Regions from separate parts of the Gossypium hirsutum genome. Here region 2 is linked to region 1. Evidence: chromatin contacts called from public Hi-C data. All regions are on one chromosome and are shown on one strand. Each heading gives the region's core, a stretch centred on a gene start, on an enhancer-like site or on the middle of the called end of the contact. The rest is flanking DNA. Distances are from core to core; before and after follow the strand shown.

Region 1 (5,531 bases), core at 2,159-4,658:
AATTTTTGGTTGCTTTTGGAATTTTCGATATTGTTTAAAATTTTATGAATTTTTTAAAAAAATTAAAATTTTTGAATAATTTTTTTATAATTCCAGAAAATAAATTGAATTTTTAGATTTTTTTAAAGAATATTGTAGTTGAATATATTTTCGGTATTTAGATATCTATTTTTCGACGCACATCCAAAGTTCGAAATTACCCAATGTGATTTCTCAAACTTGAACCTGTGTTCTAATCCTACAGAGTACAACGTGACTTCCACTTGATCGCCCCTTAATTGAATTTACCCTAATTAGTATTTACTAAAATGGAAAAGAAAAACATAACGGAAAAACAAAGCTCTGGTTGTACCGATCAAAGCCAAAGCGGTCTCTGGTGAAATGAAGACTAAGGTGATGGAAAATCGCTGCAAATTCTGGGTTCCCAAAAAGAGCAGATTCTGTGCAAACTCCCCTCTCCAAAATTCCTTGTTAGTTCGATCTCCCTATCGCTCTTCTCCTTTCTTGTCTTTTCTTTCCTCCTATCTCCGGAGTTCTTTTCGGTTTTTTTTTTCTCTAATAATCAAACTGTTTCAAGGTTTTGTGGCAATCACACTCCGAGGACCAATAACCAGTGGATCCCATGTCCGATTGATCCTTCCCAGTAATACCCTTTCTCTCAATCCTTTTTACTTATCCACCAGAAACAATAAAAAAATTAATATTTCATTTTGGCTTTATTTTGAAGTTCTGTGCTTCAGGAAAACCTGGGAAGCCATCTAAGGAGATGCCCCTTAGTCAAACAAGTTCAATCCTTGAGCACCCAACCTTTTTACCAAAAGGGTGTTAATGCAGGCAAAGAAGACGAACAAGAAGAACCGGAAACTGGAATTCCCACTTCTGGGTGTTTTGATATTGTAACCTCTGAAATGAAGAGAAATGCTGTTTATAGCTTGAACACATCCGAGTTCTTTGAGATGATTAGAAAGATTGAGTCAGTTCATGCTCAAATTGTAATGATATTAAAGACTCCTATAAGATACCTGAAGCTTGTGGCGTATGGATTAAGGGAGAAGTAGAGAGGTATTTTAAATTGAATTGCTGGGGTTGTTTTTTGCGGGAGTCGGTTTGCTTTTTAACTTGAGTTGATTTGTAACAGGAATGTGCCATTTCAGGAGAAGCATGTTGCACAACAGGCGTCAATGCTTGGGAACTTGGAAGAGTTTGGGGTTTTGGAAAGGATTGATGGCAAGGAAAAGTGTGAACTTGTGGAGCGAGCTGAAAATAGCAACGGTGTTCCAGCAGTGGTTGAATTTGGAGCAGGGAGAGGGTACTTGACACAAATGCTTGCAGATTGCTATGGTATTAGAAGGGTATTTCTAGTTGAGAGAAAGGCCTACAAACTAAAGGTTAATTGAATTGAGATTAAGTTTGTAGTATTTGCAAAGATTTTATTTACTCTAGGTTCATGCCATCTATTTTGGATGTGTTTCTATGCTCTTTGAACCTTCATTGATTTTTTCTTTTGCCTTTGTTGGTTTCAATATGCCAATGCTATTTCTAGGCTGATCGATCTTTGCGACAAAAAGAGAGCTTGATATTAGAACGTTTGAGAATTGACAGTAAGGTTTTTCAGAACTTTATTTTTGCAGATACTTTTTTTTTAACTTCTCCATAGAGTCCTCATTCTCCAATGCTTTCTTTCTTAGTTTTATTCTGAACATCTTGCCGAGTTCTATGATGCGTTATGTTTGTAGAGATTAGAATGCTCAAGTTTTGTATGGCTTCCCCTCATTAAAAATTGTGAGATGCATTTTCTATTTCACTTTGAGACCTATCATTTGCAAATTCACTTGTGAAAAAGGGTAAATGGCAAGCATGTTCTTTTAAGCATGCGTAACTTCCCTACCCTTCTTTTTTTCATCATATCATGAACTTTTACTTTCGCAGTTGAGGATCTGAACTTGAATGCTGTTGAGTCATTGCAAGGACTTCCTTATATAGCTATTGGTAAACATCTCTGTGGCCCAGCAACAGGTAAGTTATTATACCTGCATTTTCACAATGATTGTTATAATTGATCCAACGAAATACTAGAGCGGTGAAAAGCATTCTCTACTGTCTCCCACTATGTTGAAACTTTTCACTACAGATTTGACACTTAGATGCTGCCTGGCAAATGAAAGGAATGCTGAACAATGTGGAGTTAATTGTTACTTGAGAGGTCTTGCAATAGCAACATGCTGCCATCACCTTTGCCAATGGAAACACTACATAAGTAATCCAACTTTCTGCCTCTATAACATCTATATAAAAATTCACGATATCTTTTCCTCGTAAACCAATCGTATAACGTGCTTGGCTCTACAGATAAAAAATACTTAACTAGTTTGGGTATTAGCAAAGAAGAATTCCATGCAATTACGTGGTTTACCAGTTGGGCAGTCGATGCTGATCATGGTTCAGATCTTTCTGACGTTATTGATATCAAATTGCATCCAGAATCAATGTAATATAGCTTCTTCTTTTTTTCCCTTATGGCCATACCTTTATAACATTGAGGATGCTAAGAAAAGTGGCATTCCATTTTGAGCATTTTCTCGCAATTTCCTTCTAAAAGCAGATTCATTTTCTTGTGACAGTGAGGGGGAAGAATGTAATGGGGATGCAAATGGAGTGGAAGCCATTGCAAAGAATATGAAAGCCATTGAGAGGGCAAAGCTAGGTTTCATGTGCAAGAAGATAATTGATATGGGAAGGTTAATGTGGCTCAAGGAACATGGACTCCGAACTCGGCTTGTTAAGTATGTTCCATCAAGCATCTCTCCAGAAAACCATTTATTAATAGCCAGACATGTCGGTGGTCGCTAAGTTGCATGGCTTTTTCCCTCTCATCTGACATTGTATAACTAAAAACAACAATTTTGTATTGAATTATATCATGTTCGGGATTCAAATGCCTTTCTTCTTTGAATATGTATCAGAATTTGTCATTTCGTTCTAATAGTCTTCTGTTTTTTTCTAGTGGAAAAGTAGAGAGCCGTGACATCTAAAAATTAGTGGTGTCCCCCCCCCCCCCAATATGATGTTGTATAACTAAAAACAACAATTTTGTGTTGAATTGTTATGTTCGGGATTCAAATGCCTTTCTTCTTTGAATATGTATCAGAATTTGTCATTTCGTTCTAATAGTCTTCTGTTTTTTTTCTAGTGGAAAAGTAGAGAGCCGTGACATCTAAAAATTAGTGGTGTCCCCCCCAGTATGATGTTGCATAACTAAAAGCAACAATTTTGTGTTGAATTGTTATGTTCGGGATTCAAATGCCTTTCTTCTTTGAATATGTATCAGAATTTGTCATTTCGTTCTCTGCTCCTCGTTGTTACTCCTGCTCTGCTATGAACAGCTGTTTTCTTACCAGTGGAAAAGTAGAGTGTTGTGGCATCTAAAAACTAGTGGAGGTTTAGGCGTTTATATTTCAGTAGCCAATCCTGACGTTTGACAGATAATTTTTTATATTAAAGACAACAAGGGATAAATTTTGGATTTAAAAATTCATAATTTCAAGAATGAAGATGATAAGACAAGCAAATTTGCGTCATCTCCTACGCAAGCAGGTAAACAACCGACGACCTGTCTACCTTTCCTCTCATCCATTCACTTCACTCTTAGGTAGTCGCCGCTTATTTAAAGCTGTAAATTTAGACACACTGACTCCTACCATGCCTAGTTCAATGGATCCTAAAGGCATCGTCGTCTTCACATCCGTTGGAAGGTCACAGTACGGCTTCGACATCTTCACCGTCAATCTTAATCAAACTCCCATCACAGGTTCGAACTCCGAACACCGCCTCACTGACGGTATTTCCATCAACTACAACGCTCAATTTGCAGACGAAGAACAGTCCATCGTTTTTATCTCTGAACGGTCGGGTTGCCCCCGGATTTACCTCACCCGCCGGGGCCTATCCAAGCCCGAGCAGCTTCCATCTGTTCCCGACAGCCTCTTCCACGATCGACCCATCATCAAAAGCCACCATCTTTACTTCATTTCAGCTCATGAACAACCTGATAAACCTTTCCAGAGCTGGTCCGCTCTTTATTCAACCGAGCTCCATGGTAAAAGGAAAATTATACGACTGTCTCCCTACGGGGTTGTTGACTATAGCCCTGCAATTTCAAAATCTGGAACATTTGTAGCCATTGCATCGTATGGTTCTCGTCCCTGGGAAGGTGATTTTCACGAGCTGAAAACGGATATCGTTGTTTTCCCAACGTCCGATCCGAATAATCGTTTGGTTGTTTGCAAGAGAGGCGGTTGGCCCACTTGGTCTGGTGACTCAACCATTTTCTTTCACCGCCAAACTGACGATGGCTGGTGGAGCATTTTCCGGGTACAATTTCCAGAAAATCCTCTTGAATTTTCTGAATTCCCAGTCCTTCCTCTCCGCATCACTCCTCCTGGTCTCCACTGCTTCAGTCCGGCAGCCTTCAACGACGGAAAACGAATCGCAGTCGCAACTCGGCGACGCGGCAAGTGTTACAGACATATCGAGATTTTCGACCTCGAGAGGAAAGTTTTTCACCCAGTGACGGAGTTGCTGAACCCAGCTTTTCATCATTATAACCCATTCGTCTCTTCCGACTCCGAGTCCCTCGGGTACCACAGGTTCAGCGGTAAGTCAATTGAGGGTGAGTCGAGGGTTCCACATCTGGAGCCAGTTGCGTCTCCCATCAAAGATCTAGGCATGCTGCGAATCAACGGGTCATTTCCTTCTTTCAGTCCCGACGGTAGTTTCCTAGCCTTGAACCCCGCTTTGGATGAAAATGGAGGCATTAAAGTTGTAAAATCGGACGGCTCAAAACGATGGACCTTGATCAAGGGCCGTGTGGCATTTTGCAACTCCTGGAGCCCAACGGAAAAATACGTGATTTACTCTTCCTTGGGTCCAATATTCGAGTCAACTAAAACGACTGTCCAGATCGCACGAGTCACATTTGAGCCTTCATATCTCAACAGTGATCTTCAAGAGATCCCGTGCGATGTAAAGATTCTCACGCGAGAAGATACAGGGAATAACGCCTTCCCGTCCTGCTCTCCCGATGGGAAGTCCCTCGTGTTCCGCTCAGGCCGTTCTGGACATAAGAATTTGTACATACTTGATGCGGTTGACGGCGAATTCAATGACGGTATACGTAAGTTAACTGATGGCCCTTGGATTGATACGATGCCCTGCTGGTCTCCTAACGGGGATCTCATAGCCTTTTCATCCAACATGCATAATCCGAATAACGTGGATGCCTTCAGCATTTACGTGATTAAACCCGACGGCTCTGATCTTAGGAGAATTTACGCGGCGGGACCGAAGGGATCGAATGACGTGGACATAGAGAGGATCAACCACGTGTGTTTTAGCCCGAATGGGGAGTGGCTGGTGTTCGCAGCTAACATAGGTGGCGTGATGGCTGAGCCGGTTTCGTTTCCAAACCAGTTCCAGCCGTACGGAGATTTGTATGTGATGAGGTTGGACGGGAGTGGATTGAGGAGGCTGAC
Region 2 (5,273 bases), core at 790-3,289, 600 kb after region 1:
GTTGAGTATAATGCTTCTATCGAATTTGCTCGCTAAGTGCCTGCTTAAATAAGAAGCTTATTATATTTGACGAGAGTTTATACTGGGATACTGTTGCTACTTGCTTCCTCACCTTATGTGGAGTCCTCATACTTAAGATGGAGCTTATAGACTATATAAATTCTTGGATATAAATTAGAATTGAATGTTATCTATATAGGTTGATTAATACATTTTATCATCCTAACTTAATGCAGTCAGCAAGGGAAAAGATGCTCCAGCTGAAACATGTAATAGCCGAGTGCTTGAAAGACAGTAAATACTGAACCAAAAGAGGTCCGATGAGCAGACTTCCATTTGTCCCAGGAACTAAGAAGTCGACTTTGTAAATTTGACCGTCCTTAAAATTTTCCTGATACCTTGTCCATCTCTCAATTGTTCAATAGAACCTTATCTGTAATAGTGAACATATCATTTTGCTTTCCGAGTGGCCTGTAACTTGCATTTGCGGGAGCTTTGGCATTTATAACTATGGTGTTCCATTATTTAACTTACAATCATCCTCCTGTCCAGGGGCTGCTGTTGTTCATGATTTAAGCAACTACATCTACAATCACGGTGAGATATAAGTATTTGATTTTCTTTTTTTTTCCTCAATTCTATTTTCCTAGTGCACGCCCCCACCATATGCTGTTTGGTGTGATGTAACGAAATTGATTACCAATTATAACTTCCGGTCTTTTTCATTAGTGTTTAAACAATGTGGAGTCTTTGTTAGGTTGAGCACTATTACAAGAGACCCTGGCAGAAACTTTCTGGGGTTTCTAAGGCACACACGTCAGCCTTGAAATCGGAAGACTTAAAAATATTTCGGGCATATTCTACAGGAGATTAGATTAGGTTCTACATCTGACACTTCTTTAATGTCCGTTGAGTTGGGAACTTTCCTTATCATCATCATTATGGTGGCCTCGGCCCCTTCCTTAGAACCGTCGCTGTCCCCCTGGTTTTATTCAAGGACTGGTCACGGTTTTGTTTGGTCTACACTTGTTAAATCTTGCCTGGAAGTGGAAAATTTAATCCTAAAGGAAAGGAAAAAAATTATTTTTTTAAAGTTCAAAGACAAGGAAACATGGGCCACGTGAACCATTGGTGATCACGTGAAGTACACGCTTTCTTCTTTTTTCTTCTTCTCAGTGAAAGGATTTTGATACGAAATTCAAAGGTGGTGACTAACTGATAAATTGGGTTACATGTCGCCACTTGGCGGTGGCTCCACTTTGGACTGTGGCTAGTCCTGGTCCTGAACCCCCCAACCCACGTGAGTGTCTTAGATTCCATTATGGGCTCATACAAAATTTTGCCCACGTCTTACTCAGCTTACGAACTTTCATTTTTAGTTTCAAGATAATGAAAGATGATTCGTCACTATCCCCTTCATTGGCATGTTTGTTGTCGATTACCATGAACTTATAGTATGATTAATCAGATAATTTTAAAAATTCACTTCTCTTTTGAATTAAAAAATCACTCTTAATTCAATAAGAAAATATCATATAATTTCACAAAAGAAAACAATAAAATATCATATCATATTGTTTTAAAGTGTATGAATAATAGGATGTATAAACAAATACTAAATTAATTTTTATCATTTTTTTAATTTTAATAAACAAACAAATAAAATAAGAAAAATTCAAGGATTGGTTTACTTTTAAGATTGAAAAATGTTTTTTTGAAAAATTTAATAATGTTTATTATTACTATAAAAAAACGCTTTTGAAAAAGTATTATAATAAGATAAAAGAAATTCATTAAAAAACATTTTTTCAAAAATTAAAAAGTTTAATTTTTTATTTGAATTCAAATCTCAATTTAAAATCAAAATTTATTTTCTTGCTTAAAATTCCTATCTAAAGTTGGCCTGTAAATCGAAGGGGACTTTACGGCCAAATGAAATTAAAATGCTGTCTATCACCATAGCTTCTACCAGAAGACATGAAAGGACAAGATATTTAATTTATATTTATAATTTGAAAGCCAGTCAAATATCAGTACGTCACCATTCAAGAACATCTCTTTCTCTTCTATTTCGCTTCCGCTGCCTAATTTTTTTTTTTGGGGGGAGACTAAAGATGCTTCTATTCTGCCTAGGAACCGATCGAAAGAAATGGTCCAGCTCCCTTTACATTGAAGAAACTTCTCTTTTTCCAGGGAGTGAGTCATTAGTTAAAATACCACAATTTAATGGTCCCAAAAATCTCAAAAATGACGAATTATTTTTAGGAATATCTTCTCTTTGCTGGTGGGTCAATGAACTTGGCCTCCTTCTCCAGTGTGGATACCTAACCTCCACGCAACAACATATTTAAGATTAGACAGGCTTCAATTTTTTGTGGACGCCTCATTTTTCACCACAGGGTTCTTCCAAATCCCACCGTCTTATCAGTGTTGTGTAATAATTTTACAAAGAACCCACTATTTCTAGTGCTTGATTTGATTCCCATTTTCACTTTCATTCATTTCTAGGATTTCCAGCATCTTAGCAGGTAAGAGCCCCCTCTAAACATGTCTATGTGGGGTTTTCTCGTTGGTTGGGTAGTACAGAAAGACCATCTATATGATTTCTATTCAACTTTTTTCCCTTGTCCTTTATCACCACTGTTCTTCCTTTGGAAAGAGAAAAAAAGACTCCTGGTCATGAAAATGGAGATTAATTTGTTGGCAGAATCTCATTGTTGAGCATTATTGATGTAGGATAGGTAGGCTAGCTACATTCAGCTGCAAACACCAAGGATGACATCCGACTTGCCTAATGGACCTTTCATGTATGATTTTCTTTGTGATTCTTTTTTCCCAAGCTCTCTACTATTTTGTTATTTATGCATTGAATTTATTGATTGAAGTTTTTTCTAATAATGCAGGCGCGATCCTGATTTCATGGAGCTGGTATGGGAAAATGGTCAAGTTCTCATTCGAGGTTTATCGTCCAAGGTAACTCAAAAGAGTTTCCCGTTCTCATCGCGTTCTACTGCGAATGGATCAAAGGATGGGGGGGTTGCAGATTCCACCTTCGCCCATCCCATATCAGGTCTCTCCAGTCTCTCAAAACTGGATCGTCATGGCGTGGATGCTAATATTGTTCCAGTAAACAACTTCAATCGTTTAAAACCAAGCTACGTGCCCAATCAACTTGTAGAAGACGAGGTACCTTGCTCTTCCTTGCAGCAGTTTAAGGGATCAAAGGAGGAAAAAGATAGGGTGAACTTTTCCATCTTAAGATCAAACCATGCAAGCTCTGGTGCAATGCGCACTCCAGGATTAGCTGCAGGTGCTGAGGATTTACAAGGCAATAATGTCAGATCTGCGCCTCCAAGGAGTAGCAATATTCCCTTCGGAAATGAAGGTGATTTCATGGCGAAGCGAATGAGGCCAACGTTACCAGATTCTGAGCCTCTAAAAGAATCATTCCCTGACGAGCAATCCGAAGCTGTTCCAAATGCGAGATTAGCGCCGGATGATACAGCTTTTAAGGGAAATCCAGACCAAATGGTGGCATCGTCTTCATTATGTTCCCGTGGGGCTTCAAATTGTCCCACGTACACTTTGAAAAGGAGATATGAAGACACTGATCTCAGTAAAGTATGTATTATCTTGTCCATAAGAAAATATAAAATATTACAGTGAACTTAATTCTAATTCAAAGGATGTCAATATGTGGTGCAGAATACAACAATGGAAGAAGCCGAAGGAACAACAAAAGCAGCGCCAGTTCCACGGGGAAGCAAAGGTGCTAAGAGAAAGAGAAAAACAGAAGTTCACAACCTATCTGAACGGGTAAGATCAGTAGCAGGCAACCACGAAAAATTAACTAATATTTTGAAAAGTAAAAAAGGGAAAAAAAACGAAATCTGATAAGCTCTTGGGTATCTTATGCTTATATGTAGAGGCGAAGAGATAAAATCAACAAGAAGATGCGTGCATTGAAAGAGCTTATACCCAACTGTAATAAGGTAAGTACAAAAATCCATATTCACTCCTTCAACCTTTTGTTCTAAGCTTTTCTACTATTATCTAACTTTGACTTCTCTCGGTTACTCCGGTCGACGTGTGACTTAGGTGGATAAAGCTTCGATGCTTGATGAAGCAATCGAGTATTTAAAGACCCTTCAGCTTCAAGTTCAGGTATAGCCATTCCACTGCTTGCATTACAATTTTCTTCTTTTTAGATTCATATAGTCAAATGAGGGCGTTAACCATGGGATATTGGAACAGATGATGTCAATAGGAAATGGAGTATATATGCCACCGATGATGGTCCCTTTGCCTTCGGCAATGCAACATATAAACGCACAGCATTTGGGTGGGTATTCTCCCATGGCACTTGGGATGGGTATGAGAACGCAAATGGGTCTTGGGTGCGGCGCCCCACCACAGTTCCCAACTTCACTAATGACAGGAGCCCCAGCTGTGCCTGGGAATCCGGAAGCTAGACTCATCATGCTTGGGTTCCCTGATCAGATGTTACTAAGGTCCATGTCACATTCACCTTTTTTATCTTCGGCTGCTAGTTTCACCCTACAGTCGTTCCAGCCACCTGCGGCTGTGGTTTCGCAATCTGCTGCTCCTCCTGCGGCGCAAGTGGATCTTCTAGGTGGTGCTAATCCACTTTCGACACCTAAGGATTCATATCCAACACATTAACTCAATGAATACTCAACACCAATTCCATTTCTGATGACTTCCAAAAGCACTCCTCGCTGGCCTCCTGTCATCAGGTTTGTCCACTTGCCAGTTGCCATTTACATATTATGCTAATTTTATATATAATTTTTAAAGTTAAAATTTACAACTATAATCGACTTCACCCCCATAATGGTAATTGCTGTTCTTGCAGTTAAACCAAAGTAGCATTGGCAATATTATGTTAATGCATGAAAGGAGTGCATTAGATGAAGAAATAATATTTTACATATAGTCTGGGCATGAATCTTATCCTTAATTAGTGAATAAATATAACATCTCATTATTAAATAAAATAAAATAAAAAATAGTAAATAATTTATAAATAATAATTAAATAAAATTATAAATATTTATTTTGGTAATATTATTCAATTAATATTATATAGTGAAAATCACATTATTTACTTTATTTTATTTGAGAGATGCATGGTAAAAATTGCGCTCATAATGGAGACTACTTCCAAAAGATGATAGAAAAGCCTTCCACCTATTTGGCAATTAGCATTTAATTCATCATTATTTTTCTGTTGACATTGTAGTTTCAAAATT

The links. Hi-C and Micro-C count contacts between places; a contact is called where the count stands out from the background.
Region 2: a contact with region 1 is called in a Hi-C map of leaf, with 1.8 times the contacts expected there. The contact joins the promoter of LOC107953017 here to the promoter of LOC107953029 in region 1. A contact is called at or near these places in 2 of 34 Hi-C or Micro-C datasets (both in leaf).

What each region holds. Positions count from the first base shown.
Region 1 is chrA07:27,620,371-27,625,901 of Gossypium_hirsutum_v2.1, forward strand. LOC107953029 reads left to right here and starts at 3,409. Exons shown (of 1, transcript XM_016888256.2): 1 at 3,409-5,531. The coding sequence starts at 3,547. It also overlaps the pseudogene LOC107953030.
Region 2 is chrA07:28,221,646-28,226,918 of Gossypium_hirsutum_v2.1, forward strand. LOC107953017 (transcription factor PHYTOCHROME INTERACTING FACTOR-LIKE 15) reads left to right here and starts at 2,040. Exons shown (of 7, transcript XM_041117898.1): 1 at 2,040-2,807; 2 at 2,904-3,621; 3 at 3,706-3,816; 4 at 3,927-3,992; 5 at 4,099-4,164; 6 at 4,255-4,757. The coding sequence starts at 2,776. The coding sequence ends at 4,683. It overlaps LOC107953018 (meiosis-specific protein ASY3), which reads left to right. Exons shown (of 9, transcript XM_016888246.2): 9 at 237-636. The coding sequence ends at 305.